Regions from separate parts of the Oryzias latipes genome. Here region 2 is linked to region 1. A link is a contact called in public Hi-C data. All regions are on one chromosome and are shown on one strand. Each heading gives the region's core, a stretch centred on a gene start, on an enhancer-like site or on the middle of the called end of the contact. The rest is flanking DNA. Distances are from core to core; before and after follow the strand shown. Region 1 has its middle 31 kb from the start of kif23. Region 2 overlaps LOC101169428 (E3 SUMO-protein ligase PIAS1).

What was found. A called contact is a pair of places that touch in the nucleus more often than the background predicts.
Region 2: a contact with region 1 is called in a Hi-C map of embryo, with 2.0 times the contacts expected there. The contact joins two enhancer-like sites. A contact is called at or near these places in 2 of 5 Hi-C or Micro-C datasets (embryo and fibroblasts).

What each region holds. Positions count from the first base shown.
Region 1 is chr3:12,005,605-12,010,786 of ASM223467v1, forward strand. No RefSeq gene overlaps it. Among protein-coding and RNA genes, the nearest start is that of kif23, 31 kb to the left of the region's middle. Within about 2 kb of position 3,202, at least 1 of the 8 cell types and tissues checked has an H3K27ac peak or open chromatin away from gene starts, as enhancers often do.
Region 2 is chr3:12,427,275-12,432,456 of ASM223467v1, forward strand. LOC101169428 (E3 SUMO-protein ligase PIAS1) reads right to left here. Exons shown (of 13, transcript XM_023953063.1): 13 at 1-2,769. The coding sequence ends at 2,410. Among protein-coding and RNA genes, the nearest start is that of LOC101169183, 6.3 kb to the left of the region's middle. Within about 2 kb of position 2,302, at least 1 of the 8 cell types and tissues checked has an H3K27ac peak or open chromatin away from gene starts, as enhancers often do.

The sequences.
Region 1 (5,182 bases), core at 1,952-4,451:
CAAGGCACACTTAAAAGTCTTCATTTTTTCAAAATTTGACAGTTTGCCTCATAATACGGTGTCACAGTAGCATTTGTGGTGCATTTTGCGGTATCTGTCTGTTATTTGACGAGTTGCACAAAGTTGGGAGGTACAAGAATTGTGAATACGCAAATGCGGCAAACAGGTAAGATATTTCTAGAGTTACTGTGAACCCAGTTATTAAAGACTGACTGACAGACTTATCTCAGACTTTTTTGTCTTACTTAATGTCCCTCTTAGTTTGGTTCGCCTTATATATGACATAAATTTGAAATTTGACCATTCATTGATGGTAAGCCTTACAATCTGGTGTGCCCAACATGGTATGACGTTGGTCACCTTGGTCAAAATACAGTAAAAAAATCTTGCTTTCTGAAATTAAGATTTTAAAATGTAAGATAATTAAGAATAACTTCAAGTACAACCACTGTAATTCATTAAACTTTCTTTAATTTAAGATTGTTCTTTGGCATCTTGAGAAAACCTCAGTAGTGAATGGGTGCTTTACAAAAATGGAATGAATAGGATTAAATTGAACATATTTAAGGTGTCGTTAACTTCCACCTAGATCTACTGTTGTGAGACTCAAGAGTTGTAATAATCTCAGTTTTGTCTCAAATCAGTCACAATCTGGTTTCCCAGTTTGCCTTTTCTGCTATCTCTGTTTTAAAAACCTCGACTTCATGCTGGCCTCCCGGCCCTGGAGCTGTGATGCAGGCCTGGATGGGATGTCAGCGTCAGAGTATGAGATCTGTTGAGACAGTTCCTTTGATACTCCCTGGCATTGGCTTTTCTGCCAGCCCGCATCCCTCCGGTGCTCCTGACGCTGGCACAGCAGAAGTAAATCCTTGCAGCTTTGACAGAAACTCACTTCCACATAATTGACAACTGACCACAGGAAATCTTTTATATATCGTGTTTTACGACCTCCAGATTTAAACTACAGGATACAGACAGCAGCCCTTAGAGGGTGCAAGCTTGGTTCAGGTTCTCTACCATCTTCACCTCCCTCCAACAGTAGCTCTTCTCTCAGAGAACAAGACCTGTTGACGCCCACACAAGCACCTCTCCCACACAGCTCAGTCTACCGGCTTTCCCTGCCTGGATACGGATTTTGATTTCCACTGTTTCTCTTTGTCGGTACAAATGGATGTTACCCTTTAGCTGAAATCAGCATTTAAGGGTTGCAGTGGCTCAGGCGGTTGAGCAGGTCGGCCAATGATTGAGGGGTCAGGGGTTCGATCCCTGCTCTCCCCAGTCAACTGTTGTTGTGTCCATGGGTATGACACCTATCCCTGCCTCCAATGTAGCTGTGTGAATGTTTTGGTGATGGTCAAACGGACTGTCGGTGCGAACTAGCAACCACGCCTCTGTCAGGCTGCCCCAGGGCAGCTGTGGCTACATCAGTAACTTATCACCAATTATGATGAGGAGTGAATGAATAATGGACAAATTGTAAACCCAGATTAACCTTTGTGCTATCCTATGGGGTCAAGATGACCATTGACATGTTCTCCCTACCATGACAAAGGTGGATAAAGGTGGAGAGGATTTAATGTAATCCATGGACACCATTGAATATCACAAATCATTGAAGAAAAAAGGTTCAGAGCACTGTCTAGTGGGTCTAGATGACCCAACTCCCAATGTCAAAGTGCCTAGGATAGCACAGTTGTTATAAAAAAGTAAAATAAAACATCAGTCTGTGTTTTATGTTTTACTAACATGTTGGGAGTTACCTGTATTACCTGTAATGCTTCTAATGTGAGTAACACGTTACAAACAAATTCTGGAGTTATCGTAAGCGCAGTTAGAGTCAGTCTGATAGACAGAGTGATCTCTGACACTTTGGTCTTGCTTAATGAGGATTACAATTCGTGCGCATACGTTTGATAATTGACCTTTCACTGACAGTTGGCCTTATAGTATGGGATGCCCTATAATACCCATTATTGATGTTATATTATATAGATTATTTCTGAATGTCGTGTTGCTGCCACAGATAAATGAAATTTCCCCATTGTGGGATTAATAAAGTCATCTATCTATCTATCTATCTATCTATCTATCTATCTATCTATCTATCTATCTATCTATCTATCTATCTATCTATCTATCTATCTATCTATCTATCTATCTATCTATCTATCTATCTATCTATCTATCTATCTATCTATCTATCTATCTATCTATCTATCTATCTATCTATCTATCTATCTATCTATCTATCTATCTATAGCAAAAAAATTCTGTGCAAGTCAAAATTGTCCTGCACATGAGTATTGTGCCTAATTCACTTGATCTAACTAATTCCTAAATGTAAAAATTGTTTGTGCAAACTTATTTCATTTGTGTGTTAAAAACTCCTAGTTGAGAAATTCTTCATTCTGACAAAAATGGTTTGAATTTTCTGCCTCCTTGTTTTGGTCAGGAACCATAAAGGTTTGTTCTGTTCACCTGACTGAGTATAGCTCCCCCCCCCCCCCCCCCCCCCCAGCTGTTTGTGTTCGTTCCAACTCCCTGAAACTTATAGTAAAACACACAGAATTACACATTTCACCCCAAGAGAGTCTTTAGTCTGCTTCAACGCCAACATGGCAGTCTCGGCCCGCCCCGTGACCCCGCTCTCAGAGTACGACTGTTACCTGGAAAGATGAGGCAACATAAGGAACAATGGAGAAACAAGGACTTTTTCCATTACAGGAATTAATCAAATTACTGCTTTGAGCTTCAAGCAGGCTTTGTTAATGGGGCCTGTGCAATCAATTATCTTAATTGTTTCATTTAGAGAACCTGCATGTTTCAGGAGCAGGCGCTGGAGCTGGAGGGACGGGCTCAATCCCTCTGCATAATTGTAATCGTCAATAGATTGACTTTGGAAAGTGAGAGCGTCCATCACGATGATGAGTGTTATTGCCTATCACTCAGAGCTGGAGATGCTGATGGTAAAAAAAAACAAGTTTGAGAAACACCCTGAGCTTTTGTTAATTAGATTAACACTCAGGTTTAATTCACACGAAAAAGACAAATACATGGGAGTCTTCAGGATTTTTGCAGTCCTCCTCCAACATGTGTTGTGTCACAGATTTCTCAGAGGAAAGGCAGCCAGCATCAATACAGTTGAGCGGCTTCCATAGACGAGTGAAGGAGATTGATTATGATCACCTGCTGTGCTCTGATGAGCTGTCACTGTGAGCGTGGCAGCTGGTTCCTGAATGACACCCGCTCCCTCTGCAAAAGTCCTCAAACACAGAGGCCAGGGGAAATCTGTTCAGTGTTTGTACTAATAAACCTGTTTAGACATGTGTCAGAAGCTTGACACGCATCCAAAGTCTTCTGTCTTTACTAAAAGTGGGAAAAAAAATCACACTCTAGCTGCTGGTTGTTAGGAGAACTACGTAATGGGTGGTACTCTGATGAAGGTCAAGCATTTATCACACTCATTTGTCTGAACAGTGTGTGAAGTGCTCTTCTTGGTGAGTTCATTGTATAATCACTTATTCTGCATAGTGGCTCTTTTAAACATTGATTTACAGAACTGGAGGGATTGCAAAACTGCAAGATAAAACAAAAAACCCACAATCTTCCGATGGGCGCCACAGTAAGCTGGCAGTTAGCGCTCTGTGTTAGCTTATTAATACCCTGGTTTTTTTTTACATGTGGTGAGTGCAGTGGCGTGCCTGCCACTCCTGTTCAATCTGTTTTTCACCACCTTCTGGGTCTGAGGTAGTCTGCAGGTGCATTGTTTACACGATCAGTTCTTGTCGCTTGGCAACAACAACATGACGCAGGAGAAGCGACCAGGGATCTCAGAGGAGGCTGAGGAGACGGGGGTGCTTCAGAGTTTGTAGGACTCTTTAAAGAAAAAACAACGTTTTTTATGATGCCGTTGTTGCATCTCCCCTCTTCTACGGTGTGAGCTGTGGGGGCAAATGCACTGACAGGAACAGGAAGAGGATACATAAACTGGTGTGGAGATGTGGCTCCGTTCTGGGATGTCCCCTAGAGTCTGTGACTCTGGTGTGGGAGAGGGCGGGACGTTATGGAAACTGGAATCCATCATGAACGATCCTCTTCATCATCATCTTCTCAGTACACTGAGGAACTCCTTTAGTCAGAGACTTAAACAACTCACTGCAGGAAGAGAGCTTTGACAGATCTTTTTTCCTGTCAGATATTAGACTCTACAACACTTAATAGACAGTGGAATAGAAGTATTGATGTAATTCATTTTCTGAGTATATCTTAGTGTTATTTATTATTTATTATCTATCTGCTGTTTTCACCAGAGCTCTGGTAACAAGGTACGTTTCCCTTTGTGGGATCAATAAAGTTCTCTTCTATTCGATTTGATTTATCCGTATTTTCCGGACTATAAGTCGCACCGGAGTATAAGTCGCACCAGCCCAAAAATGCATTATAAAGTAGAAAAAAACACAGATAAGTCGCACTGGACTATAAGTCGCATTTTAACTTTCACAACCTTATATGACACAATCATAGCAGACTAATAATTTCACAGTAATTTTTTCTCAAACTTATTTTTTTATTCTTTTCATGAAGCATCATTGGCCAACTAATACTCTGTTTTCATCCTGTATTTGTTGAAACAGTTTTCACTTTTATTGCATTTCTGAATCTATGAAATCATTGGAAAATAGAATATAATGTTGTTAGCCTTCAAGATCTTACTGTAAAAAAAAGTTTGCTGATTCTCTGAGTCACTTAACATACTCTTAACACTTAACATACCTCATACATCAAATTGACCCAGGAACATCATCTCTGTTCCTCACAAATGAACATAACAGGAGGGTTAACAATGTATTTATTTCAATTTAGTTCTAATATAAGTCGCTGCGGAGTATAGGTCGCACCCCTTGCCAAACTATTAAAATAAGAGCGACTTATAGTCCGGAAAATACGGTAGTAGTTTACAGGTGAATGCATCGAAATGAAGCAGACCAGGGAGCTTGTGACCCGCTAATAGTAGATTGTACGTAACATACAGAAGTTTATTTAAACAACATTTTTTAAATTGCTCCTGATTTACAATGATTTGAATGACGTAATATGCAGAAATGCATTTTCTTTACATTTCTTTACACAAGGGCAATACACGAAGAACATGTTAAAAACACCAAAAACACAATTTTCATCA
Region 2 (5,182 bases), core at 1,052-3,551, 420 kb after region 1:
ACTATTGTTTCACTGCGTCCAACCTCAGCAGCGAAGGTTGGTGGTGAGAGGCCGTGTTTATGCAGCTCAACGATCCTGCAAGATTCACAGAAATGAAGCTTTTCTGCCTTTGCCATCAAGAGACCTAAACAGGATGATTACTTATTAGAAAATCCTATGTCAAATGTTAATTTTGGTAAAACTTCTGGTTCTTAAAGTTTGTGGGCTCAAACTTTTGATCAGCTGATGAACAGCCCAGTTCATTTAAATGGCAGCTGATCAATGTGGACAGTGACAATAAAGGCTTATCTTATCTAAAACATATTTGTCTTCTTGCTCCTTTTTTATTCTTTTTTGTTTTTTTTAGTTTTGAAGCTCTATTTAGAATCTTGTCAAGGTCCAGCTGGTAAGAATGCAAATTCTTGCATTCTCTTAACTGGTTTAAAGATTTTGATCAGGACTGTTTTTGTGCTGAAACTCAGGATGAAAGCTGACGTTCATCGGCAGAGAGCGAGAGCAGAGCCGATACCCCCAGCAGGTTGCCTAAAGATGATGTCAGCAACATCTGCTAACAGCACAGATCTGCATCGCTCTCTGTGTTCCGAAGCTCCTAAGACATCGTCAAACCTACGAAGGAACGTCAACGTTGAGGAGTAATTTCTTTGAGGCCTACAGGGAAGCTCTGAAGTTCTGGGGGGTTTTTTTGGATCCGAAGGCAACAGCTTCCTCGAAAGTCCTGAAGAAATCATTCAAATAACATGAAAGTCCAAAGCTCCCAAATGACAGCGACTCAACAAAGTCATACAGACACACAAAAATAAATACAATACTGTACAGAACTGGAAATACCTTACTTCTTTGTGGCGGAGGATGGAGTGAGATGGAGCTGGCTCCCAAGAGGGAATAATAAACTTACTAACGGAAGAAAGAGTGTTTGGGAGGTGGGGGGTGAACGGGACGGGGGGGGAGCTGCTGTCAGAAGTGATTAAGCCATCGCGGATGTGATAATTGGGCAGTGGAGTGTGCTGCAGGTTTCTGGAAGGGACTGGCACATGGAGGGGCCAGATGATAGCAGCGGGTGGGCCGTTCAAGGACACATGGAAGATGCAACACAGTTCCCTTTGACTATAAACCCAAGCACGATACATTCATGAAACCTGGGAGTCGGAGGCGCTCCTCGCTTTGAGGCGGGACGTGCCTTTTGGAAAAACAGGCCTGCATGCTGGCAGCCACTGAGCGGCGTGCTTCTCCTACAGTGTGTGTGTGGGGGGAAAAACCTGGGCTGTAGAGGTCGGGGGGCCAAGCATTTAAGACGATAAAATGACATTTCCCAAACAGACACGCACATGGACAGGCACTAGTATGAACTTGGTCACATGCCGTCGCGCCGCCCGTGCTTTTAAAAGGTCTGACGCTGCTACAACAGCTTCACTGGAATTCCTGCTTTAACAGTCAGCTAAGGAGCCGAGACAGAAGGGGACAGAGCGTCCCACCAGGAACACACCGAGACCCACTACAAACACTGGCACGTTGATGCGACTGCACTCCCACCACTGGGATCCTTTTCCTAAGTACCTACTGTTTTTTTGTTTTGTTTTTGGCATTGTGCAAAAGAAACAACAACAAAAAACAACCCTCCCAGCTCAAAGATCTAAACTGGCAAGTATAAATAGTCTCTAAATGCTTTCTGCTGGCAGAGGAGTTCCAATGACACACTAGAAAAGGCTAGCTTGCACCCGCACACTCCCGCAGCGTTAACCTGAAGGTCAAAGGGAATGCATATATAACTGTTTAAATATCATACATAATTTAAAAGGAACACAAAATCACACCATAAAACTGTAAAGTTATTGTCTGAAGGAAAAAAAAAAAAGAGTTTGGAAAAGAGAATGGAAGTTCACGTCGGAGAAAAGGACAAAAACATGGCAACAGGCGTTTCTATAAGCTCCAGCCGAGGAAGAGACTCTTCATTCCTCCACTTCCAAACGGAGATCCAAGCAGCTCACTACACCGACCGTGTTCGGGTTGAACATACAAAAGTAAAAGAGGAAAATAGATTTTGTTCTTTGTACATGGTGCCACACCTTTCCCATTCCTTTTTGTTTAAAAAACTTCCAACGTGGTGTTTCGTTTTCTCAGGTAGCATCTTTGCCGTTTGTGCCGGGCTGGCTGCAGAACAACAGAAATCAGGAGTTCATGCGTTTCTGACCTGCAGCAGCTGCATCAACACTCCGTCCACAGCTGACCTCTTAAAGTGACAACATCCTGTTTCAGAACTTGTGCCCTCCCTTTAAGCAGCTGAGTCCTGGCATGAGCCCACCCATCGGTCTGCTCTGTTGGGGGTCAGTCTAGTTTCTGCAGTCAGCTTGTGAATGGGTTGGTTACTGCATTGAAGCTGGGGCCCAGACTCTTGCTTTTACCCCTCTGGGGTCAGTCCAGCGATATAACGTCAGGTATCCCACTGTAAATAGCTGCCACTGCGTCAGTGCCGCTCCGGCTGGCCACCACCCCGGGGTGTGTGTGTGAGGAGTGTGAGCCCGTGAGGGAGGACGAGTGCGTGGAGTGAGTGTCCCGGAGGCTGCTGGACGAGACCAGGCTACTGCTGCTGCCAGAGCTGCTCGCCCCGTTGCTGGGTGCCGTTAGCGAGGCGGCGGGGGACGCTCCTGATTGGTTGAGGTACAGCTGGGTGGCGGAGGAGGAGGAGTTGTAGGGCAGGAAGCGGTTGAAGAGCAGCTCGTGGTCATCTGAGGCCGAGGCCGCGGCTGCTGTTGCCATAACCATGTTGTAATGCTGCGGGGAGGAGGACAAGCCACAAGTGGGTGAGGTCGCTCAGCACAGATGAAGACGTCAACATGAAACGCATGGTTTAAGTCTGAACTTTATTCACCTAAAGCTACGTACACACCGGGCACGTCAAGTGTGTTAAAGAACGCGATGAACACGGGTTCTTGAACACACTTTCAGTGTTCAAACTGGACTGTCACTACCCGATAAAACGCATGTACTCAGAGTAGAAGGAGGCTTGGTGTGAAGTGTCAAAGAGGTGCAAATCTGGTCAATCTTTCTCCAGACTTTTTCTTTCACAGCTCTATTGTAGTCTATAAAAGACCTGGTGTCACATCATTCTGACTGGGCACAAACCGCAATTATTCATTTCTCCTCCATGATCAATTTCAAACGGCCGGCACTTCCAATGTTTGAAAAGGACGCTATTCATAGATCACTACCCAATCCAAGTCCCTAATTGGTCAAAGTTCAACAAGAACGCCTTAGTGAAATAATGAACAGATGAGTGTTACATGGAGGTTTGGCCACTAGGCGGAGCTCGTGCTATAGCATTGCACTTTATTCCAGAAGATTTGAGCAAAGGTTACTTTAAAAAAAAAAAGTTTCCTTCAAAGACTTTGGAAAATTCATGCCTGTGAGTAAATAAAGCTGCTCAGTTAGTCAGCAATGTCTGTTCAAGTCGACCAAGCATTAGCATTAGCCGTCCTATGGGAAATTCCATTATGTGTTAGCATCAAGCTAGCAGAAGTTGGCTTTACTGCTGTTATGCGTTAGGTCACCGGAAAAGTAAAGGCATATAAGACCATTCTCTATTTTTATGGATCGATTATTGATCTATTAACCCTGGATCGATTCAGATCGATTGATCGATTTTATCAACCCACCCGTACTTTGAGGCTCCCACTGGGTTTTGGTCTGTAAGAAACCGGACTAAATGGCTGTTTAAGCCTTAAAGTTTGCAGCCACCTGTCCTATAACATAAAAAGAGCCTCTCTATGCTGTTGTTGGCTCGCTTTAGGCCTCTGTTCCTCTTCGCTTGGGTTATTTCAAAAAGTAACTGTATAATAAAGTGGGTATTGGGCCTTGCCAGCTTAATTCACATTTCTTTAGGCCTCTGAAGAGGTTCTTCAGCACAGAAGAAAAAAGTTACACACCCAGCTGGAGGCCTGTTACTAAGGGCTTTTTAGATTAGCTCGTTTTGATTCATTCAGACCTGAATTTGTCTCTCCCCCCCCCCCCCCCCCCCATTTTGGAGCAAGAAATCCTCTCATTGACCCTTAATTGACCTCTTAAGACCCGGCATCCACAAGCGTGGACATCCCTTTTTGGGTTCTATTACCGTACTACAGTACAGTAAGTACTTACTTACTTACTTACTTAAGGGTGACTATGTGTGTAGAGGGTTAGCTCAAATACTAGCTGGGGTATGAAGAGATTGATGTCATTTACTTTTAAAGCTCACAGTGTGATCCAAAACCAGATCCAGATCCATGACATTGTCAGAAGTTTCCACCTCTCGCTGATTTGTAAATCCAGGGATTTTGAAAACATTTCAGTTTGTCAAAAATCACACAAAGATCAGCTGAGTTTGTTTACTTAAAGGCCGTGATTCAAACACTTGACTCTATAAGAAAAAGTAACTGACCTTAGACGTAATAACTGGTTGTGCCACACTTGGAGACAGAGCTTGTAATCAAGTATTTGTGATTGGTGGCAAAGAGCATCTTAATGCATGTGGAGAAATATTAACTGAGTCTTTGTAGAATTACAGTAATTTGGTCACAACGGAAGCTTTTCTCACATGAAGGGTCTATTTAAGGTCTTTATCTAGCATCTCAAACTGGTTCTTAGCTTAGAGATAGACTTGCTGTTATGTTTGGATCAAAGTTCTCCGGTGAAACCCAAGTGCTTTTGAGTTTGACTTAATGAACCGATGGACAGGCGGACCGTCTCCCCTCAGAGCTCCATCGGTTCTGAGGTTTAAAACCGCTTTATTTTCCTTTATGAGTGAAAAACGTAGTTTTACTCAGAATCTCTCAAATCTTTGCGTGGTAATGCATGTTGAATGATCTTAACCGCATAGGTGTGACAAACTGTAGACTTAGCTGATAGCTTTGTGTGGCTCCTTTTCAGTCATTGTGTTTCCTTTCCAGCTCTTAAAAACTTAAGACGACACAGGATTGACTTTGATAGATTTATACATCTGTGCTTGTCCATGTTTGTCCAGTCTCTTCAGTGAAGACACTGAGGTTAGACTCGGTGCGCAGAGGAACAAAACCCTGGTTGAAGTTCCGTGTGAGCGGCACATTCATTAGCATTCATCCTCGCTGTCAGGTTCTGGGCCAGGGCGGTTGTTGGGTTTTGTTTTGACACTTCCGGTTTGGTTGTTTTCTTCTGCTCGTTTGTTCTGTCTTTA